Linked DNA regions of Mus musculus: region 2 is linked to region 1. Evidence: chromatin contacts called from public Hi-C data. All regions are on one chromosome and are shown on one strand. Each heading gives the region's core, a stretch centred on a gene start, on an enhancer-like site or on the middle of the called end of the contact. The rest is flanking DNA. Distances are from core to core; before and after follow the strand shown. Region 1 has its middle 99 kb from the start of Gadd45g. Region 2 has its middle 33 kb from the start of Gm33041.

The links. A called contact is a pair of places that touch in the nucleus more often than the background predicts.
Region 2: a contact with region 1 is called in a Hi-C map of bone marrow-derived macrophages, with 37 read pairs. The contact joins two enhancer-like sites. A contact is called at or near these places in 4 of 484 Hi-C or Micro-C datasets (the N1E-115 cell line, bone marrow-derived macrophages and ganglionic eminence) and 4 of 115 datasets of contacts at active chromatin or transcription factors (acute myeloid leukemia and embryonic stem cells).

What each region holds. Positions count from the first base shown.
Region 1 is chr13:51,943,246-51,947,551 of GRCm38.p6, reverse strand. No RefSeq gene overlaps it. Among named protein-coding and RNA genes, the nearest start is that of Gadd45g, 99 kb to the right of the region's middle. Within about 2 kb of position 1,506, at least 49 of the 459 cell types and tissues checked have an H3K27ac peak or open chromatin away from gene starts, as enhancers often do. A contact at or near this core is called in bone marrow-derived macrophages, where this site is marked.
Region 2 is chr13:52,188,088-52,192,177 of GRCm38.p6, reverse strand. No RefSeq gene overlaps it. Among named protein-coding and RNA genes, the nearest start is that of Gm33041, 33 kb to the left of the region's middle. Within about 2 kb of position 2,462, at least 64 of the 459 cell types and tissues checked have an H3K27ac peak or open chromatin away from gene starts, as enhancers often do. A contact at or near this core is called in bone marrow-derived macrophages, where this site is marked.

The DNA of each region.
Region 1 (4,306 bases), core at 257-2,756:
AAGAAGGCACAGCCCTCAGAGTGTATGTCCTGATCAGCTTATCCACATGCCCTGCTCTCAGAGACAGTCACAACAGCAGAAAATAAGCAGCTGTCAAGAAACCTTTTTCTCATGGTGTTTTTACCTGAAGCCTACTAAGAGGATCCCGTGTCCTCTACCACTGGCAAAGGCTAATGCGTGGAGGCTCCAAGTGGAGCTCCAAAGGGACCCAGTATGCTGTGTCCTGGGAGTCCTATCAGGGCACAGGGATGCTGCCTCCGGTTCAGGAGGACTTGTTTACAGGTGACAGGAGAAGGCTCAGCACATTGAGTTCCAGGGTGTGTCAGTGGGACAGAGAGCAGCTGATCTCCTCCTGCGGCAACTGTGGGACGGTTGGATGGACACCTTTGTTACTTCGCCCACACCTTGCCTCATCTGTGCAGGGAGTTAATTAGTCAGGCATGGGAGGTTTGTAAAGAAACAGACTAGAAAGACGACTGTCAAAATCTCCTCTCTATAAGACCAAACTGCTTCCCTACAAAAGAGTGCCGAACTCAGAACCTGTGGTTGGGACCTTCTTTAGAAGGAGGTTCTTTGCACATGGTTGGCTTAGAATAAGGACTTCAGAGAGAATGCTAACCCGATCTGACAACTATCCTTATTAAAAACAACTGGGCTAGAGAAATGGCTCAGACAGTAAGGTACTTGTCATGCAAGCCTAAGGACCTGAGTTCAAGGCCCCAAACCACATAAAATGCCAACTATAGCAGCAAGCACTAGTAAACCCACTACTGGGGCGGTGGAATCTCTGGCCCTTGATGGTCAGCCACTGCCTAGTTGCTAAGTCTCAGCCCAGAGAGAGACCCTGTCTCCAAGACAAGCACACTTAAGCTTGTTCTCTGAACTCTAAATGCACCTACACTTTCACACAATACCCGAACACACACCTGACCTGTTCTAACACCTCAGTACAGAGGGAAAGGACCACCAACCACCTCTCCCCGCCCCTCCCCCCAAGCCATCCCTGTTCTTACAGGCCCATTTCCCCAGAAAGGAGTGTGCTGAGACAGCTGCTCTCACATCCAGACATCCCACTGCCCAGAGCTTTCCATCCAACACTTCCAGTCTCCACTGCTCAGCCCGGAGCATGTTGTAGGAAGTACAGGCCACGTGCCATGCTGCCAAGTGGCTGGCCTGAGATCAGCAAGAAGCTCTTTTGTAAGACATGCTTTATGTCCACCAGGGAGGGGCCTCTATTCTTAGAAACAGGAAGTGATCACTGGCCAAGTGCAAATAAACTTGGCTCTGTCCATATTGGCTTTTCACACAAAGCTCCCATTAGCCTTTGCTGGCTTCTCAGTCATGGGCCAGAGTTTATTTTCACACTTTTCTCTTGACTGACTGACTGATTGACTGACTGACTGACTGACTGACTGACTGCTCATGGAACACCCACCTGCCCTCCCACAGACTAGCCAGCAGTCTAGACTCTGTGGCTTCACACCCTCCTTCCTCTCAGTCGTACCTGGTGTGACTCCATATCGGGAGCAGCAGTAGAGACCAAAGGCCCAGTGCCATTGACAGTCACCAGTCAAGGAGTTACTCTTACTTGGCGGCAGCATGGTAGGATGTGGAGAACGCGGGCTGCAGTGAAGCATGGGCCCTGCACTTAATCTGAACTGGGTTTTGTGGGGTTTGTTTGGTTGGTTTTTTGAGTGGGAATATTGACAGTCACTTAGGTAAAGTTGTCTACATTTAAGAAGCTGGGCTGGGAAGATACTCAGAAGAGTACTTGCCTTGAAAATCCGAAGACCTGAGTATAATCTCCACAGTCTATGTAAAGAAGAGCAGACTTGGAGGTGGGCAGATGGCTTGGCAGTTAGAGTATGCCCTGCTCCTGCAGAGAATCTGGGTTCGGTTCCTAGCATCCATATAACTCCAGCTCTAGAGAGCATGCACATATACACACTACAGAAGTGTCAAGTTAGATATGTCCACGCAGTGTGGCTGTTTGCTCTTGTAATCCCAACACTGGGAGGGCAGAGACCAAGGGCAGGATCCCTGGAGCTCAATGGGAAGGGATTCTAGTCTGCTTGGGGAATTCTAGGCCAGTAAGAGACTCTGTCTGGAAAAGATAAGGGTGGATGGAGTCTGAGAAACAACAGCCAAGATTGTCCCTGGGCTCCTGGTCATAAGCATACGTGTACACACATGCACACACACACATAAGCACCACACATGCATACACACACACACCACAAATACACACATATACAAACACCACATACACACACATACATACACACGTACATTCACATCCACTACACACATGCATTCACTATACACACACACATACACACATAAAACACACATGCATATCCATTACACACATATACTAGATATACACATCTACCACACATATCCACTACACAAACACATCTACCACACATATCCACCAAACACACACACATGCATACACATGCATCCCTCATACACATCCACTACTCACTCACACACACACAACACACACACATATACATGTGTGCACACGCACACAAAGGATTTAATGAGCCAAGGTCCATACACAGCCGGTATAACATGACATTGAGAGTATGTCCAATCGGGGGTAAATGTCAGTGCGTCCAAAGGCCGAGTGGAAATTCCCCAACAAAAGCAGCACAGTTTAGCACAGGGTTTTGTGAAATCCATGACTCTAGTGCTGTTTCCAGTGGGAGCCAGGAAAGTGACTTAATACTCATTAGGTAGAGAAAGTGAATGAGGGGCAGCCTGGCTCTGGGTAACTAACAGTCACCTTGGTTACTTGTTCTTCTCTCCGCTAAAATGTTACTGCTGGGGCTAGAGAGGTGGTTAAGAGCACTGGCTGCTCTTCCAGAGGACCTGGCTTCTATCCCCAGCATCCACATGGTGACTAACAACCATCTGTGAGTGACTGCAGTTCCAGAGACTCTGATACCTTCCTTCCTTCCATCCTCCAAAGGCACTAGGCACACACATGGTATACAGACAGACATGCAGCCAAAATGCCTATATAAGAAATCAAATGAGTTTAAAATTGTATTGCTTGGCTGTCAATCTAATAGAAATTTTTCTTGTGTCAAATGCATCGGAGATGGCTCATTTGCTTTTTTCACTTTAGTGTGGGGGTTCCAGGAACAGGGTTGTGAGTACCTATGTCAGATGAGGCCTCTGTTGGCTTGGCCTTGCTGCTACAGTGGGTACAGAGATGGAAACAATGTCACGGGGAAGCTGAAGTGGTTAGACACAGCCATACATCCTGCACCTCCTGAAACTGGGTTGGCCTAAGTGGTTTGCCTTAGAGATGGACGCCCTGGCTCTGCTGTAGCCAGGTTTATAAGAGGCTTCTCAACTCCCTGGGAGCTCTGGGGACTGGGCCCTCTCAGGACGAGCTGCAGAGCTATGAGATATTGAAGCAGTAGGCACAAGGCGTGTGAAGACCCTGTACACTCAGGCTGCTGAAAACAGAAAGGTAGCAGCCGTGGCTGGATGCATGCTGGATGCACTTTTTAAGCCTTCAGATGATTCCAGATCAAGGGGCATCACCGAAGAACCTCAAGTGTGGACCACCAGGCAGACCTCACGTGGGAGAGAACTAAGGATCATTGAGTTTTAAGTCTTGCTTGTCTTATTTTATGTAGAGTACTTTCATGCGTGGGTGCATTCATGTGTGAATGTGTGCCCACAAACATACATATGAAGGCCAGAGCAGGACATGGGGTATCTACCTCTGTTGCTCTCTACGGTAGTTTCCCTTGAGACCCATTTCCCCACAGAACTGGAAGCCTGCTGTTTAGCAGGACTGATGAGCCAGCAAACTCTCAGGATCAGCCTGCCCCCACCTCTTATTGCTAAGACTGCCGGCATGCATACCCTTGCCTGGTGTTTTGCAGAGATATTGGGGTCTTAAACTTAGGTCCTCTTGCTTGTAGAAAAAGCACTCTCAACCTGCTGAGATATCACAGCCCAGGGCTTTGTTGCTTTAGACTGCTAGTCTTTAGCGTGCTTCTCTATCTGCCACAATGGACAACCAGATCAGTTTAAAAAGACCTCAGGGGGTGTGGTGGGAGAAGAGGCTGTGTCTCTAACTGGGTAGCAAGTAGATCAGGAGGCAGGAACGGAGAAGCCACACAACCCTAGAGTCTGGGACAGAATACTGTAACAAGGAGTTTATAGGGCACATCCTGGGCATGAGCGCCAGACAGGGAGGATGGGTGAGGGGACTCTGGGAGGACAAAAGAGACAAGGTCACACAGCGCTGACCACACAAATGGGGCAGGCATTCTAAGCA
Region 2 (4,090 bases), core at 1,213-3,712, 240 kb before region 1:
CCACACATGAGTGTATATGTGGATGTATCTATACATGTGCTTGCCTACCTGTGTCTATATGTCCCTGTTCCTATATGTTCATACATGTACATATATGTGTAAACATATGTGTATGTTTCTCTGTGTGATTACATGTGTGCTTGCATATGTACATGCCCAGTCTTTCTCTGTGTGAATGTATGCATCTTGCATCTCTGCATGGAAGTGTGTGTGTGTGTGTGTGTGTGTGTGTGTGTATCTGGATGTATGCTTTTGTTCCAGGTTCTTGATTAGTACCAAGTCAAGCATTCACCAGCCCCAGATTCAATAACCCGATGGGGGACTGGAATCTCATAAACTTCATTTCTCTCCAGTCTCTCTTGCTTCTTATTGTGGATCTTGTGCTCTTTATTCTTACAGATCTGTATATTAAGTCTAGCTTCTGACTTCTTAAGTTAAAGCACCCTTTATTACTGAAGACAGGCACTTACTATTCCTGCAAAATACCTGGAATGGACCCTCAGCAGGAAGGCACCCTCCAGAGATGAGTGTCTTTAGCTGCTCTCACAGGTAAGCATCTAAAGGAAGGATGCTGTACACTTCCTTATGTGAGCCGCCATCTAGGATAGCTGCCTCCCACTGGGCTTTCTGGGAGCCCACACGCACACGCACACACAAACACCAGCTCCTGCTGCTACAGTTACAGGCAGTGTGGTGGACTTTAGTCAGGGTTTCACTCTGACCTTCACCAGGCTGCATGCATGGTTGAATTGGAAAGGGACTGATAGAGATTTCTAAGAAAACCAAAGAGCCACTCACGCCGTTCTGTGAGTTCATAATTCTCAAGGACGGCTCCAGTGAAGCCTTCCTCTCGGTGACTTAGGAAAAGCTTATCAAATGCCACTCCCTGGAAGCACTCTTAAAATGCACAGGTTGTTCTTGGAGAGTAGTAGGCCAGAGCTGACCTTCAGTTAGCCAAGGGCATGAAGGGAAGGACCAGCTGGACTATGATATCATATTAACCCTCTTTGTGTTCAGTAACCTCGTCAGATACAAACCTGCCTCTGCACACTGTAAAATCTCTAGCATTGAGTAGTTACTAACTGCCTGGCTCATTTCAACCTGCCGCTTGATGGCTCAGTTAAAACCATCACAGATGCATATGTGCGCAGGGGAGATCAAGGAGTAGTTTGAGACAGGACCGGATGCATCCCAGGCTAGTCCTGATCTCAAGATGTTGACGATAACCTTGAACTCCTGATCCTACCGCGCCCCCCCCCCCACTTCCTGAGTGCCGGGATGGGCAGTCACCCCCTTTGCCCAGTTTTCTATTGTTTATTTTAAAGGGATTTCAAAAGGTTTGGGGGTTTAGAGTCTAAGGGGAATACTGAAGTAGATTGCTATTTGAATAAGAGATGTATTAAAAGATTATTAATGCCATGGATGGTCAGACAGACAGCATCCTGGGCAGGGACTCAGAGGACAAAGCAAGTCTAAGTGGTGGGGAGAGAGTAACTTCTTATACCTTTTAAAGTCAGGGAAGGTTCTGTGCCACATGATTAATGGACAGTCCATAGTACTCTCTTACAGTCTGGCTGTCTCTACTTCCTGTGAGCCCGGAGCCTTCGTGCAGAATCAGCAGCTACAAGGGCGTGGAGAACAATAATCTAGAAAAACGAGTTAATGGAGGTACTTCACGTGTCGTGTGGCCCTGGCTGACATCTAAGACACAATGGAGTGAGTGGAGAGTCAGGTCTAAAACGTCTGACTCATGAGCCTCTAGGCTGTGTGACCTTGGCCAAGTCACTTTCCTTCTCAGAGGAGGGTCACCAGCAAGTAAGCACACAGCTCCCGTGCCAGGCTGACCCGGTGGAACAGGGAAGGAGGACATGTTTTGCTATCAGTCCTGGTTATAATGCTGTCTGACAGGATGAATTAACAATAGTGTTTTAAACAGACTACACCTAACTCCAACCCTCAACTGCTGACCTCGGAGACCAAGACAGATGAGTGACAGTATCTGTCCTGTTATGGATCAATAAAACCAAAACCAAATCTATGCAGGGCCAAGAGCTAGGCACCCTCCTCTCAGAGCATCTGACCTGGCGACATCAGCCAATCCCTTCCTTTTACAAGGGCAAGACCTTCAGGGGTCACACTTGACATTCCAAAGTGGAATAGCAGTCACTTATCTGTACCATGTCACTAGAGCTGTGTGGGTCAGAGCCTACACCCTGGCAGCTACAAGGCAGGCTCAACCACCCGACCTGTCGTACCAGTCAAAGAGAGTAGTAATAGTGAAAGGCAGAGAAGCGGGGCGGGGGGTTCATATGATCCTGTCAGGAAGAAGGAAGAAGTTACCCCCAGTCTATCGCCAGAGTCTCGACAGGAAGCTTAGGCTTAAATAGAATGCAAGAGGCATGCATAGCTAAGCAGTCAGGTCAGGGTGTGGTCCTGCCCAGGATCAGCCCATCCCTGACACAGCTCCAGTTAGTTCAGTCCTTCCTCAAAGTGTTCTGGCGAGAGATCAGAACTGTGGGACGTCTCTTCCTGGGAGGCAAGGCAAGTTCCTCCTCTAATCAACACCAAGCTTCAACCTTTTTTTTTTTTTTTTTTTTTTTTTTTTTTTTTTGCCTCAGCATGGGATTCCCAGGAAAAGTCCAGCGGTTGGAGCAAGCTTCAACCTGTTTCAATAGTCTGATAGTACAGGCATTTCTTCCTAGAGTACCCCCTGCCTGATGGAACAGTTACAATTGTGCACTGTTCAGACTGCGTGCGTGCATCCCTGAGGTCACCGAGACTGGAGCCTGAACAGCACCATCCCATTTAAAAATGCATTTTCCAAGCGAATCACCTTTCAAATGACTTGCTTTACAAACCTTGACTATGCCATTTCGGGAAGATCCAGGCCCAGGGTCTGGATGAGTAGCTGCTGAATAAGTTTCTTTGCAAATGCCTGTTTGCACGTGCACGGTGGACAGATGTTATCAATGGCTGATCTGGGTCAGTGGTGTCTTTTGTTCCTGGGATTTGGAGGCTTCTGGGAGGCTAGAACTCAGAACACGTAGGGCTGGAGGGCTCATGTTATAAATGATTCAGCTGAAAATAGATTAGTCTGTTTCTCGTTGCTATACCAAAAATTTGAGGCTTGCAACTATATAAGGAAAAAAAGGGCACTTACTTGGCTTTTGGTTCTGGTGCTCAAGTATGTGGCCCTGGTGTCTGCTTGGCTCTGGTGAGAGATTTCTGGCTCCACCTCAACATGATAAGGAAGATGGGACAAGAGGGAATGATCACATGACCAGACAGAAAGCCAGAGGGATGCAAAAGTCAGCTTCCTCTTCACAGTAATTTGTCCCCATGACAACTAATGAGTCTTGAGGGACATACAATTCTTTCAGAGGGAAGAGCCATCATGAATGTTACTCAACAGGGTTAGTAGTTGTGACATCATTAGTCATGGCTGCCCCTCTTAAAGGTCCCACAGTCTCAATTCCACCGCACTTGGCACCAGGTTCCCACCACATGAATCTTGGTGTAATCATTCAAACCACATGAAAGCTATGGTAATCATGACTGAGCAACCCGGCAATCTGGAAGGATCCAGGTTCTGTTTGCTGGCCTTCCCTGAGGTCTATGGTCAGAGTAAAGCTGATATTTGAGTGCTTAAAAGAGAAACAGAGACAAGAAAAGTCTTGGAGGGCTGTGTCACCTCAACAGGACATGACAACTGTGACAGGCAGGAGCAGAGCTGGCAGGATTGTCCCCATTGTCCAGGCAGTGTACAGCTGGCCTTATGTCAATAGCTAAGCCTTCCTACACAGAACAGAGTCCAAGGGGTGCTGTCGTCATATGGACTTGGCTGCTGAAGCTGGTGGAGAGATTGGGGATTAGCTGCTGGGTAATCCAGGCTTCTCATTCCACCTACAGGGAGAAATGGACCCCTGCACTCACAGACATGTAGAACTGCTTGGAATATAGTTCCTCAGAACTGCGTTGAGGCCACCTCATCGGCGGCATAACGCTAAGGTCCCACGGGGAAAGTGACCTATAGACTGAAGCGTAGAGTCTGTGTCCAAGTGAGCAAAGACAGCCTCTGTGAGTGCTGGAA